2 separate regions of the Zea mays genome follow, and region 2 is linked to region 1. The links are chromatin contacts, called in public Hi-C maps. All regions are on one chromosome and are shown on one strand. Each heading gives the region's core, a stretch centred on a gene start, on an enhancer-like site or on the middle of the called end of the contact. The rest is flanking DNA. Distances are from core to core; before and after follow the strand shown. Region 1 holds the start of LOC100274986. Region 2 holds the start of LOC100281263.

Region 1 (6,543 bases), core at 1,762-4,261:
CCTCAACTTTAGCACCAACAGCTTATCTGGAGAAATACCACAACAAATTTGCAACCTCACAAACCTGCAAACTCTAGACGTATCAAATAACCAGCTCACAGGTGAACTCCCATCTGCACTGAGTAACCTTCACTTCCTTTCTTGGTTCAATGTGTCTAACAACGATCTAGAAGGGCCAGTTCCAAGTGGAGGACAGTTTAATACTTTTACAAATTCTAGCTACATTGGGAATCCCAAGCTATGTGGTCCTATGCTCAGTGTCCATTGTGGCTCAGTAGAAGAACCTCGAGCCTCAATGAAAATGAGGCACAAGAAGACCATCTTGGCGCTTGCCTTAAGTGTGTTCTTTGGAGGGCTTGCCATCCTTTTCTTGTTGGGACGTCTTATTTTGTCCATCAGAAGCACAGAATCTGCTGACAGAAACAAGAGCAGCAACAACAGGGACATTGAAGCAACTTCATTCAACTCTGCTTCTGAGCACGTGCGTGATATGATAAAGGGAAGCACTTTGGTGATGGTACCTCGAGGAAAGGGAGAATCAAACAATCTCACATTCAATGATATCTTGAAGGCCACAAATAATTTTGATCAGCAGAACATTATTGGTTGTGGAGGTAATGGTCTAGTCTATAAGGCTGAGCTACCCTGTGGATCCAAGCTTGCGATCAAGAAACTCAATGGTGAAATGTGTCTGATGGAAAGAGAATTCACAGCAGAGGTTGAAGCACTCTCTATGGCACAACATGAGAATCTTGTGCCACTATGGGGTTATTGTATCCAGGGAAACTCGAGGCTCCTCATATATTCTTTCATGGAGAATGGGAGTCTTGATGATTGGCTTCACAACACGGACAATGCCAACTCATTTCTAGATTGGCCAACAAGACTCAAGATTGCACAAGGAGCAGGACGGGGCCTTTCTTATATCCACAACACCTGCAACCCTAACATTGTTCACCGTGACGTCAAGTCCAGCAACATCTTACTTGATAGAGAATTCAATGCTTATGTCGCTGATTTTGGCCTTGCAAGATTGATCCTTCCTTACAACACACATGTCACGACAGAGCTGGTAGGCACTCTTGGTTACATTCCTCCCGAGTATGGACAAGCCTGGGTGGCCACCCTGAGAGGTGATATATATAGTTTTGGAGTGGTCTTGCTTGAGCTGCTCACAGGGAAGAGGCCTGTCCAGGTTTTGACCAAGTCGAAAGAACTTGTCCAATGGGTAAGAGAGATGAGGTCCCAAGGGAAGGATATTGAGGTCTTGGATCCAGCTCTCAGAGGAAGAGGACATGACGAGCAAATGCTGAATGTGCTTGAAGTAGCCTATAAGTGCATCAACCACAATCCTGGATTGAGGCCAACCATCCAAGAGGTGGTGTACTGCCTGGAAACCATAGTTGAGCCCCAGCAGGTGCAAGTGCAGCTGTAGTTAAAGGAGAACATATTGTAGGTGGTGATATTGTACTCCACCCGACTAGGTGTAACTTCAGTAGAAGGAAGAGTTTCTAACAAAGAGCACAGTAGTGTACATTTCTGAAAGAAAAGCCTCGCTCACTCGCTGTCATGAGGCCCTCCCTTATACAATTTTACTTATTCCTTCCGTGGAAATATTGCACCTCCTAGTTCAAACAATTGAACATGAAAAGTGCAAAAAAAGAGCATGGGGCTCTTGTTAAGTATGCGTTCGTTTGTACCCTAGCGAAGTTGTACAGGTGTGTATGTAAATCTTTGGAAAGAAAAGGCTCACAGCTATGAGCTTCCCTCTTCTTATCTGAAACCTATAGCACTCAAGTTCAATTGCAGGAACAGTGAAAGCACTTTGAAGGCATATTCAGCTATCAATTAATTCACAAACATTTCTAGAACTAGGTGTACAGATGCACGTATTTAAAAGATTGTTGTATAGATAGCATAATTGAGGAAGAAAGATGGACTTCGCTGTTTTTTAAAAAAAAAATAATCTGTGAAGGGGGACAAGATATACCATTCTTCAGAATTTTAGCTTACTGTTATTGCTCTGAGAGGGGGCAATTTATGAATCAGCGGTGTTCGTAATCTAACTTAAAGCATAGTCGGTATTGTTTGATTCCAGTTTTGGTTCCCTCCTCCGTCCACAACAATATGATGCGTAAGCCTACATGGTTTCCAGCAGTCCTAGAGCAACCACAGCAGCACAATGGTGGAAGCAAGACCATAAGCAATGCACACTTCCCCAGATTACAAAATCCTAACAGCCCGACAATTTTCACAATGCACAACGCCTAACACCAGCAAGCCCTAGCAAAAAAAAAAAAGCACAGCACCAACCTCTAACGCAAATGTCAACAGTCGCGGTTGCCGGCTGCTGCCTTCCGGTGGTCGCCCTCGCCCAGAAAGGAAGAACGCGCGCGAATCCATGAGGAACGGGAGGGGCCGCTCCGTCACGGCCAGTGGCTGTGCGGGCGGGGAGGCCGCCGCGGCCGGGGAAGGCGTCGCGGGCGTTCACCGCGATCCATGTTCACAGGTAGATGGGCCTTTTCTGGGCTAACACTTCCCGTTCTTACCGGCCCGTTTCACCCCCTGAGCAGGCGGCCAGGCGCGCTCGCGTATAAGCGCAACCCCGGCAGCCGCTGCCCGCGGCGCCTTCTCTTCTCGCCGCCCAAGCCGGAAACGGAAGACCGAGGAGATGGAACCGAGCGGCACAGGCCGTTGCAAGTTCTTGGAGGCTCCCAAACCTGGGTCGTCGATCAGGAAGTTCCAGTGATGCGTGTTGTTTCGGCAGTACTATGCTGTAGAAACTAGAAAATAGAGCGTCCGGTTTGGGGGGCCTTGTTCTTTGGCATCTGGATCTGAAACTGGCAGGAACTGTTTGCTGAGATTGGAATTTCCCCCCTCCCCTCTCTGCTGCAGCTGCCTTTGCAGACGTACAGATATTTACATGTTCACGTTCAGTAGCATGCATCCAAGACTGGCAACAGATCCTCCCATCAACCTCGTCGGCACTTGTTTGTATAATATATATAGGGGCAGGCAGGCCGGATGAACCAGCAGATGCCCATCCCCGCTCCTGCTTCTTCCCAGACCACGGCATGATCTCATATTGCGTTACTTGCGCCTGTGTACATATGTGGCCAGAGCCCAGGGGCATGGGCGCATACCAACGTCAAATATATAAAAACGGAGGGAGTATGCACTAGTAACGTGTCCAGTGATCCAATCATACGCTGCATACAACAATTCAGATCAGATGCGGCTGATGCCTCATCTCATCTAGGGCCTTTGTTTCGGATTCTGGCAGCTTCTGGCCACCAAAAGCTGTTACGGACTGTCAAACGTTTAACTTTTCAGGCAGCTTCTATAAAATTTATTGGGACAAAAACCATCAAAAATTAACATAAACACATAATCGGTTGAGTCGTTGTAACAGTAGGAATCCGTCACTTTCTAGATCCTGAGCCTTATGAATAACTTTATCTTCCTCCACACGTAATCGTAATGATACTCAGATTCTCCCCACATCCAGATTCTCTCCACAGCCAGATTTTTAGAAAAGCTGGTCAGAAAAAAGCTGAACCAAACAGACCCCTAATTTGCCGGCAGTGAAACTGTCGGTCAGGGACCGGACTAGGGGTGTTTGGCTGACCCGATAAAATTTATGAATTCTTTAGAAAAATATTGTTAAAGTTTAAGAAAATTTGTATCATGTATTAAATCTGGTCTTGCTGACTTCAACAATGTTGTTGGCTAGATTCGTCACGGCTGTCGGTACCCTATATAATTAGGTAGTGTCCATAGTCACGCGCGCGGACTCTGTTTGGTTCGCTACCTAACTCGCCACATTTTATCTAACTTTTCTTATTAAGATTAATTCTTTAACTCGAACGATTAATCTTAGTTAAAGTGTGACACAGTTAGCCACGAACTGTGGCAAAGGTAGCCGGAGCCCGTGCTCGCCGGCTGGGGGCAGGCCACGCGTAGCGCGGGGCGGTGGCGCCGCACGCCGCCGTACCGAAACCACCCATCGGGGCGCCGGGGAAAAGGAGCTCCGCTTTCCAGCCAAGAGGCACGGCTGTCTCTGGCTGATCCTCCGGCCCGTTTTTTTTTATTATTCTATCAAGGTGTAAGGCGTAAGGCGTGCACGCACGCACGGCGCCTTCCCACGCCGGCGAACAGAACAGATGTGTGGTGCGGTGGTCGCTTGACGAATGACTCCGTGCCTTTTTGGCGCCCTGTCTGTCTTTGTGCAATGATCTCTCTGCTCTGAAACTCAGCACAGCTGTGGTTCAGACTTTGGTTCCGTCCGAAGAAAAAACCGCTTTGAAACTCAGCGCAGAGCATGTTGGTGGCTGCAGCAGTGCAGCCTCCGTGCAGGTAGCGTTACGCAGCCTGACGGTTAGTGATTAGAACAGAACAGAGTACTACCGACCACCGTCATCAGAAGGGTTCTTTAATCCGTGTGTAAAACCAGTCTGAGGCGAAGTGGCCCACTGACATCTTCCCCTTCCCTTGCCTTCCGTGATTCCGTCGACGCCAACTAACCCCCGCTGGTTTTAGTTTTAGGCTTTTAGCTAGCGGCGTCATGCCAGTCGACGCAGTCAAAGATGCAGCACATGGCGCCCAGTTTGGGACGATGCGGGAAAAACAAAGGCAGGAAGCAGCACATGAGTTCCCACGGCAGGCACTCTAGAGTACATGCTAACGACGCCGCTTGCTACTACTCTAGAGTCTAGAGTACATGCATGCAAGCTAGTGGAATGACACAGTACTAGTAGTGCTCTATACTCCCTCTAGGGCTCTAGCCAACTCCCCACAGTCTCTCCTAGCTCGATCTATCCTTGCCTCTAGAGCACACCGCACGCTGGTCTCTGCAGAAGCAAGTGCAGATATGATGGGCCGTAGCAGCAGGAGCAGGGCCGTGGTGTGTCCGGCGCTGCTGCTGGCGGCGTTCGTCCTCCTCCTGCTCACCCCGCCGTGTTCATCGGCCGAGGCGCCGGCTGAGCTGAAGGCTGCAGCGGTGGTGCGACGGCGGATGCTGCTGCCGCTGCTGGCGGTGTCGCGGCCGTCCACGAGCCGGCAGGAGGCCGAGCAGCAGCAGCAGATGCGGGTCGGCGGCGGGACCACTCCCTTCAAGCAGGCCGCCGCGAGCTTGGGCCGGAAGATACCCAGATCCGGCCGGAATCCCATCCAGAACCGATGACAGAGAGAGAGGTACGAGTAGTACGACATCACCACATCACCTAAGCAGCTGGCCTGGTGCTAGCTAGCTTCAGCAAGAGGAGCAAAACCGCCCAGTGGATCAGCTCCAAAACAGTTACCAGGGCATATGGCAGCTACTACTGACGAACGTGCGCGAGGAAGAGGGCGTTCCGGTAGCCGGCAGCAGGCAGGCAGGCAGAGAGAGGAGGGATCGGATCGAGAGAGTGACGACGAACTCGGCTTGGAACAACACGAGCTGGGCGCAGCCGTCTGGGAAGAAAGGCGGCCTTGGATCGGATTTTGATGGGCGGGCCTCTTTAACTTTCCCGGCAGTAATGTTTTTGTCCGTGCAACCCTCGCTCACAGAGTTGCAGAACACTTGTACCGTTCGTTGTACGACAGCAGTTTCGACTGCCTTTCCTTTTTTTTTTTAAAAAAAAAAGAGCAGGAATAATGTAACAGATTGTTCACCCCTCCCCCCCCCCCCCCGCAAGCTGTAATTTGGAAAACGACGACATGTATGAACGAAGGGTTTACCTTGTTCCTCCGATCCTCTGAATAGATCTGGACCCCGGATGTTCCTTTTGCAGTCCCTGCAGTAGGACCGCCACATCACGCCATCCTGTAAAAGAAAAGGAAAAAAAAACTTGACCGACCATCAAAACTCAAAAGGGTGGGGGCACTGGTACCTAGAGAGCCCCTGCCAGCACCCGTATTCGTCCACCTCCTTCCTAGGATCCATTCCCCTGCCCTGTCGCCGTGGCGCCGATCCCTATGCGAGTGCACTGGCGCTGGCAGGCGGCTGTCACTGAATCTTCTGGGCCGCTGCTGAGTCATCAGACGGGATCGCAGCGGAAAATTCTTTACCTGCCGGTAATTAATGGCGATCTCGACTACTAGTCCCCGGCAGGCAAGGATCCCGCAGAAACAGACCGTCTCGTCCTCCTTGTTTATTCAGCCGCCACGTTCGCTCGCTCTGCAGTAAGTCAGTAACCACCGCTCCATGGCCGCTCCAAAGACTAAAAAGTGCCTCAGGTCGGTAATCTTCTACCGCTAATCAGAATAGAATCGAGTGGAAGGTAAGGGAATAAACTTGTTTGGACAGGTAACAGAGCAGAGCAGAGTATTCTCCGCGGCGCGTCACGTGCCCGCGTCACGTGATCCAGCTCCCTCCCTCTCCCGTCACTCAGTCTTAGACCCGGATCGAGGGTTTAGTAGCTAGCGGTGTCAGTCAAAGATGCAGCACATGACGCCCAGTTGGGGGAGATGCAGAGCAGCACATGAAAGGATCGATGCTCTCTGCGCCACGCACTCGCACTACTGCTGGTGCATGCCACTGCCCCCGGGGTAGTGATTAGTACT
Region 2 (6,543 bases), core at 1,806-4,305, 260 kb before region 1:
TTATGGCTATGGTGCTGGTAAGTGGTATTCTTTCCGTTTGGAAAGGGTACATCGGGCTAATAACTTGGGTTAATGCTAAAACCTGGCTTCCTATTAGTAAATAATAATCTGACCAACTAAAAGCAACTGCTTGACTTATCCCCACATAAAGCTAGTCCACTACAGCCAAACAGGATACTTGCTGAGTATGTTGATGTGTACTCACCCTTGCTCTACACACCAAACCCCCCATCCCTAGGTTGTCAGCATTGCAACCACTGCTCAGGAGAAGATGAAGCCGTGGAAGGAGACTTCCAGGAGTTCCAAGACTACGACGAGTTCTAGGCGTGGGTTAGCGGCAACCCCCAGTCGGCTGCTTGTGAAGGCCGCGTTTATCTACGTTTCTTTTCCGCACTTTGATTTATTGTAAGGACTATGTGGGCGTCTCAGACGTATGATGTAATCGACTATTATTTCCCTTTTAATACTATTTGAGCACTGTGTGATGATGTCCATGTTATGTAACTGCTGTGTACGTGAATTGCTGATCCTGGCACGTACATGGTTCGCATTCGGTTTGCCTTCTAAAACCGGGTGTGACAACCACTGGGGGTGATGAAGCTGGTTTTTGGCTCATCTTCCTTCTTCATCCAGATTTGATAATAGCCTGAATAACAATCTAATAGACTCATGAGCTCTAACGAAGCTGCTGCATCTACTAGAGAATCTATCCTTGGTAATGGAAATTCATCCTTCGGACAAGCCTTGTTGAGATCAGTAAAATCAATGCACATTCTCCATTTACCATTGGCCTTCTTCACCATAACAGTGTTAGCTAGCCATTCTGGATATTTTACTTCTCTGATGACTCCAGCGCTAAGAAGTCTTTTCACTTCATTCCGAGCACCTTCGGCTTTGTCATCAGACATTTTCTGAAGCCTCTTCTTTCTGGGTCTGAAGGATGGATCAACATTGAGCGAGTGTTCAATAACATCCCTGTTGACACCACAGAGATCATTAGCTAACCATGCGAAGACATCTTTGTTATTGAACAGGAACCTTATCAGGGTTTTCTCCTGCTCCTCAGACAATTGAGATCCTAGCAGCACCTTCTGCTCTGCTATATCTTCACATAAAAGCATGGGCTTTGGCTGATCAGCCGAAGCAGCCTTCTCCCTTCTGTATTTGTATTGCTCACAAGCTTCGGCCTCATCTATGTTATGGATTGCTTTTGAATCTGTCCAGTTTCCTTCGGCCTTTCTGGCAGCTTCCTGACTTCCATGAATAGCAATAGGCCCTTGATCCGAAGGTATCTTCATGCAAAGATATGCTGGGTGAAGAATTGCTTCAAAAGCATTGAGTGTCCCACGACTAATGATTGCATTGTAGGGGTACTCCATGTCGACAATATCGAACACAACTTCCTCAGTCCTTGTATTGTTCACAAATCCGAAGGTCACTGGCATTGTGATCTTGCCAAGCGCTACAATCTGCCTTCCTCCGAAACCACAAAGAGGGTGTGTAGCATCATGAATCTTATCCTCTGGCTCTTGCATCTGTCTGTAGGCCTTAGCAAATATAATATCCGCTGCACTGCCTGTATCAACCAGAACATTGTGGACCAGAAATCCTTTGATGACACAAGAAATAACCATAGCATCATTGTGAGGGTAATCCTTGAGCTGAAGGTCCTCTTGGGAGAAGGTAATTGGGATGTGGGACCATCTTGACTTGATGAAAGGTCCTTGCACCCCGACATGATGTACCCTTCTCTGTGCCTCCTTCTTCTACTTCTTGTTGGCTGGCTCTGAGCATGAACCGCCTGTTATCGGGAGTATCAGCTTCGGAGCCGAAGCAGCTCCATTTTGATTGTTGAACGAAGCCATCAGCTCAAAAAAGTGGAAGTGAGTTCACCGGAGGTGGACGCCAATGTTGGGGACTTGTTCTCAAATGCTATGAATTAAGAACAAGGCAACACAAAAATGTTAAGTATTAATGCTCTTCATCCGCTGAAGCATTATCTCCCCAAGGATTTAATGAGCTTCGGACGAAGGTCATGAGTAAAATATCACGAAGGTCACACCTTCGTGATCAGACTTATAAAACAATATGAAACATGAAACATTATAGAAAGATATATTAAAAATAGATAGCTCTATTCGCACATTTTATTATGTGAACTTTAAATATTAAAATACAGTATTCAAGTACATTTATACCTTCGTCTTAGCAGAAAACAATAATTCCAGCGTAATGTGTCGGCAGCTACAGGATTGCGTGAACAGTACATGGGTACTATTCATCTATTTATAAGCACAGGGCGCAGCCTGTGTAAAATTACATTTATACCCCTTACAATCGACTATAATAATGACACAAAACATTGCGGGTCTTTTAAGTCATTTCATCTTTAAGTCGGTCCACCCCTTCGTCTTGAGATCTGTCACCGTGCCGAAGCTTTATAGGTGATAGCTTCGGCGCTGCTTCTGATAGGATCTGCCGAAGGTGTTCTATTTCTTTAGGATCTTCGGCTACGAAGCATACCTCAACAATTCTTTTATTGTTTCTCCACATGTTCCTTCCCACATAGTACCCTCTTTCAAACTATGTATGCATCCGCACATATTGTACATTTATTAAATGTATAGCAAAATGCGTTTTCCGTTTCTATTTTCTGATAAGGAAGATTTTCATTGTATTTAAAAGTCTGATTAAAATCATCTCCCGGCCTTGCATCTACAAGATGTACACAGCCAGAAAAGAAAGAAAGAATTAGAGAACATGACAAACATGATGTTATTGGCTACATGACTAGAAAAATCAAATGTATTGTAGTTTTTTTACAAGTATTGTATTGTACTATTGTAGTTTGGAATTGAGGGACCATATGAAAGAGCCAGTGATTTTTGGAGTTTTGACCTGTCACTTTCCCGTATTTGACTCATTAGCGACGCATGTTTGATGCCGCCAAACATGTTTTCTGTTCCGCGAGCGAGCAAGTGTGGTGTGGAGTGTTGACCCCACAGTACAGAGGCCACCAACCTTTTGACACCCCACAGTCACTCTCTCCCACTCATTAAATACGCGCGCACGAGCCCCACAACGCTCTCACGACACTCCACACTCCAAGCGAGCTAGAGCTAGAGCTATAGAGATCACTCTCCTTCTCCGCGTGAGGTAGTGACGCCCAGCCATGGCAACAATGGCACTGCGCGCCGTGGCAACGGCGCTGCTGGTGGTGGCGGCGTCCGTGTGCGGCGCGTCGGCGTCGACGCTGGTGCTGTACAACCGGTGCGGGGAGACGGTGTGGCCGGGCATCCAGCCGAGCGCCGGGAAGGAGGTGCTGGCGCGCGGCGGGCTGCAGCTGGCGCCGGGGCGGTCGGCGTCGGTGCGGCTCCCCGCGGGGTGGTCGGGGCGCGTGTGGGGGCGGCAGGGGTGCTCGTTCGACGCGGCGGGGCGCGGGCGGTGCGCCACGGGCGACTGCGGCGGCGCGCTCTACTGCGGCGGCGCCGGGGGCGCGCCGCCGGCCACGCTGGCGGAGATCACCCTGGGCACCGCGTCGTCCCAGGACTTCTACGACGTGAGCCTTGTGGACGGGTACAACATCCCCATCGCGATGACGCCGGTGCACGGGTCGGGCGCCCGGTGCGCGGCGGCCGGGTGCGTGAGCGACCTGAACCGCGTGTGCCCCGCGGGGCTCGCCGTCCGCGGCGAGGGCCGCGTGGTGGGGTGCCGCAGCGCCTGCGCCGCCTACGGCGCGCCGCAGTACTGCTGCACGGGGCAGTTCGGGAGCCCCCAGCAGTGCAAGCCCACGGCCTACTCCCGCCTCTTCAAGTCGGCGTGCCCCAAGGCTTACTCCTACGCCTACGACGACCCGACGTCCATCCTCACCTGCTCCGCCGGCGCCTCCTACGTCGTCACCTTCTGCCCGCACCGCCGCTGAACTTTTATTTTTTTAAGGTCTTCGGCCGCGTGTTGTTAGTTATCCTCTGCCTGCGTTTGCGTTTTGATGTTCTGGCGTGCGTTCGTTTCACTTGCCTCCGTCACGCGTCTTCGGAATCTCCAGATCTTCCTCCCTAAGTATAGCAATGCACTCGGCTCTACTGCTGCTGCGTTTTGAAAACCTGGGATCTGAAATCTTGAACAGTAAAAAGTAGCTGCGGGCATTCTCCAGATCTGGATCGTTGCACAGCAGGACAAACACAAAAGGGAAGCAGGTCGTGCAGTGAACCAACAGTACGCCGCATTAGCTACAGGAGGGTGAGGCGAGTAGCTAGTGTAGGCCTCTTTTGGCCGCCACAGGGAGAGTGAGGGACGGGACGTCACGGACGATCGGACCGGACGCCCATCATAATTTAAAAATTTATTCCGGGGAGCGCGATCTCCGAGGCTACTTTTTCCCTGCAGCAGGCAGCACGTGGAGCAGTAGTTACGGTCGGTCGCTATGGCTTTCACCGAGGCGACAGGCCGGAGACCCGGAGCTCATCGGATTCCGGCCGGTTCGTCTTGGCTCTTGAGCCGCCTCCGGCGTCCGGGTTCCAGCCGTCCACGGGCGCGACCGGGCCCGGCACTCGGAGCCGCTGTCAAAAGGGGAAAAAAAACTGTGGTCCAAATGACTCGCAGGCAGCCCAACATTCTCATGCTACTCGGGCGTCGCTTAGGGCATGTACAGTGAACATCAATACGGTTCTAAGAGACAACTAAAAACTTTATTATACAATAGAATATCTATAAATATAGCTTATTAATAAATACATACTCCCTCCGGTTTCCTATTAGTTGTCGTTTTGGATAAGGTTTGAGTCAAACTTATAAAATTTTGACTACAAATAACTATTTTGTTATTTAGTTTTGGAACCTAATATTTATATGCACCAATTTATCATAAAAAGTACTTTTATAAAAGTATAAATGTATTAAGAGTTCATTTGTATTTTAACAAAAAATATTGGTCAAAGTTATATTTTGGAGACCGTGTCGTTGTCCTAAACGACAACTAATAGGAAACCGGAGGGAGTAAGTAAATGTGCTTGTATATAGTATCGAATCGATAGAACAAACGATAAATTTGTACAACGAGAAGTGAGAAGACTGTTGCTATTTGTGTTACGAGCTAGATACGTCTCTTTACGAAGAGATAAATATATGATTTTTTTGCAAAAAGATATCTAAAAATCATATACATTAAACACCACTGTAGATGCCTTTAATTCATTTTTTAACCGGAACATTCTCATATTACTCGGGCGTCGCTTGTACACACCAAAACGTTCTCTAATCAGAGACAACTAAACAATTTAAAAAATCTATTATATAATACAGTGCATATATGTAGGCTATTGATAAATACAAAAGTAAATGTATTTATATATCATTGGATCAATAAAATAGACGACAGATTTGTAAAGTGAGAAGTGATATGTCTGTGGGTTACACGTATCTTTACGGAGAAAACGGCTCCACGATTTTTCTTTAAAAACGCTCTTTAGCTAAATTAAACATTACTCTATATATATATAATATATCCTTAATTCATTTTTTAACCGTGGTCTGGTTGTTTGTTTTGGTTGTTGCCAGAATGCCAGTTGCCACCCACTAGTGTTCTATCCTGGCGTTACTCCACTGCACCTACTACTAGTGCCAGTCAACCACGGGTGGCCGGCCGCGTGTACTGCCAGTAACTTTGGATTCTCTGAGCAGCCTGGAACGTGTCTGCGCTGCGGCTCTGCCTACTGCTGCCTGGTGGAGCGGTGGTGGCTCGGCTTGGCCTGATCGGCCGCCAGGTTATGCAGAGTCGGTCACTCGGTGGCTGTGCCTGGCGATGGTGAGCCGTCCTCTGTTTCAGGGTAGCTAAGAGGCACAGTAACTGCAATGAATACAGTTGGCCAAGTGCTCATATATTGATTAACCTATGACAATTAACCCATAAAAGATGAACGAACAGCAGATCTGTCCAAAATATCTGCATCACAAAAAACATAAATATGTAGATCTACTTACAACGCTTTCCAGGACTAGAGTAGAAGAACACGAGTGGACGTGCAAGACGCACTCCCAGAAACTTGATTCGATAGTACCCGTGCAAATCGTCGAATTACCAGTGTCGGTTCAGAGACACCACTCTCCATTCATCTGTTGTACGACAGACGCATAGACGGTAGGGCAGGTAAGCGACGACATTGAGAAAATGAGGAGTAAGAATGAGTTGTGCGCGCCAGCTAGAGGGGTCGCACCAGTCTCTCGGAATCGGTCTGCTAAATTCCAGTAACCGTCTCCTGGATTTTTTCTACGTGCAACCGCACGGAGTTCCCGCATTGCGTGCCCACTACTCCTGATTAACGTGGTAGTCTAGGCGTGGTACTTGATAACTAAATAAATAAACGGGAAAAATAATCTTCTATTTAGAACATGGCACGACGCGATCATATGTCGTCATAAGTCACAAATCACACGTTAATTTTGTGAAAACGTGAAACGCGAGCGTGTGCGGTCAATTCATAGTAGTTTCAATAGCTCTTTGTGTACTGCACACCCTCACTTAAAATTGGTTATCCCCTACCTGCT

Evidence for each region. Hi-C and Micro-C count contacts between places; a contact is called where the count stands out from the background.
Region 2: a Hi-C map of endosperm shows a contact between it and region 1, with 4 times the contacts expected there. The contact joins the promoter of LOC100281263 here to the promoter of LOC100274986 in region 1. A contact is called at or near these places in 2 of 25 Hi-C or Micro-C datasets (endosperm and tassel).

What each region holds. Positions count from the first base shown.
Region 1 is chr5:53,128,152-53,134,694 of Zm-B73-REFERENCE-NAM-5.0, reverse strand. LOC100274986 reads right to left here and starts at 3,011. Exons shown (of 4, transcript NM_001149214.2): 1 at 2,314-3,011. The coding sequence starts at 2,403.
Region 2 is chr5:53,392,362-53,398,904 of Zm-B73-REFERENCE-NAM-5.0, reverse strand. It overlaps LOC100281263, which reads left to right and starts at 3,055. Exons shown (of 1, transcript NM_001154182.2): 1 at 3,055-4,152. The coding sequence starts at 3,173. The coding sequence ends at 3,922.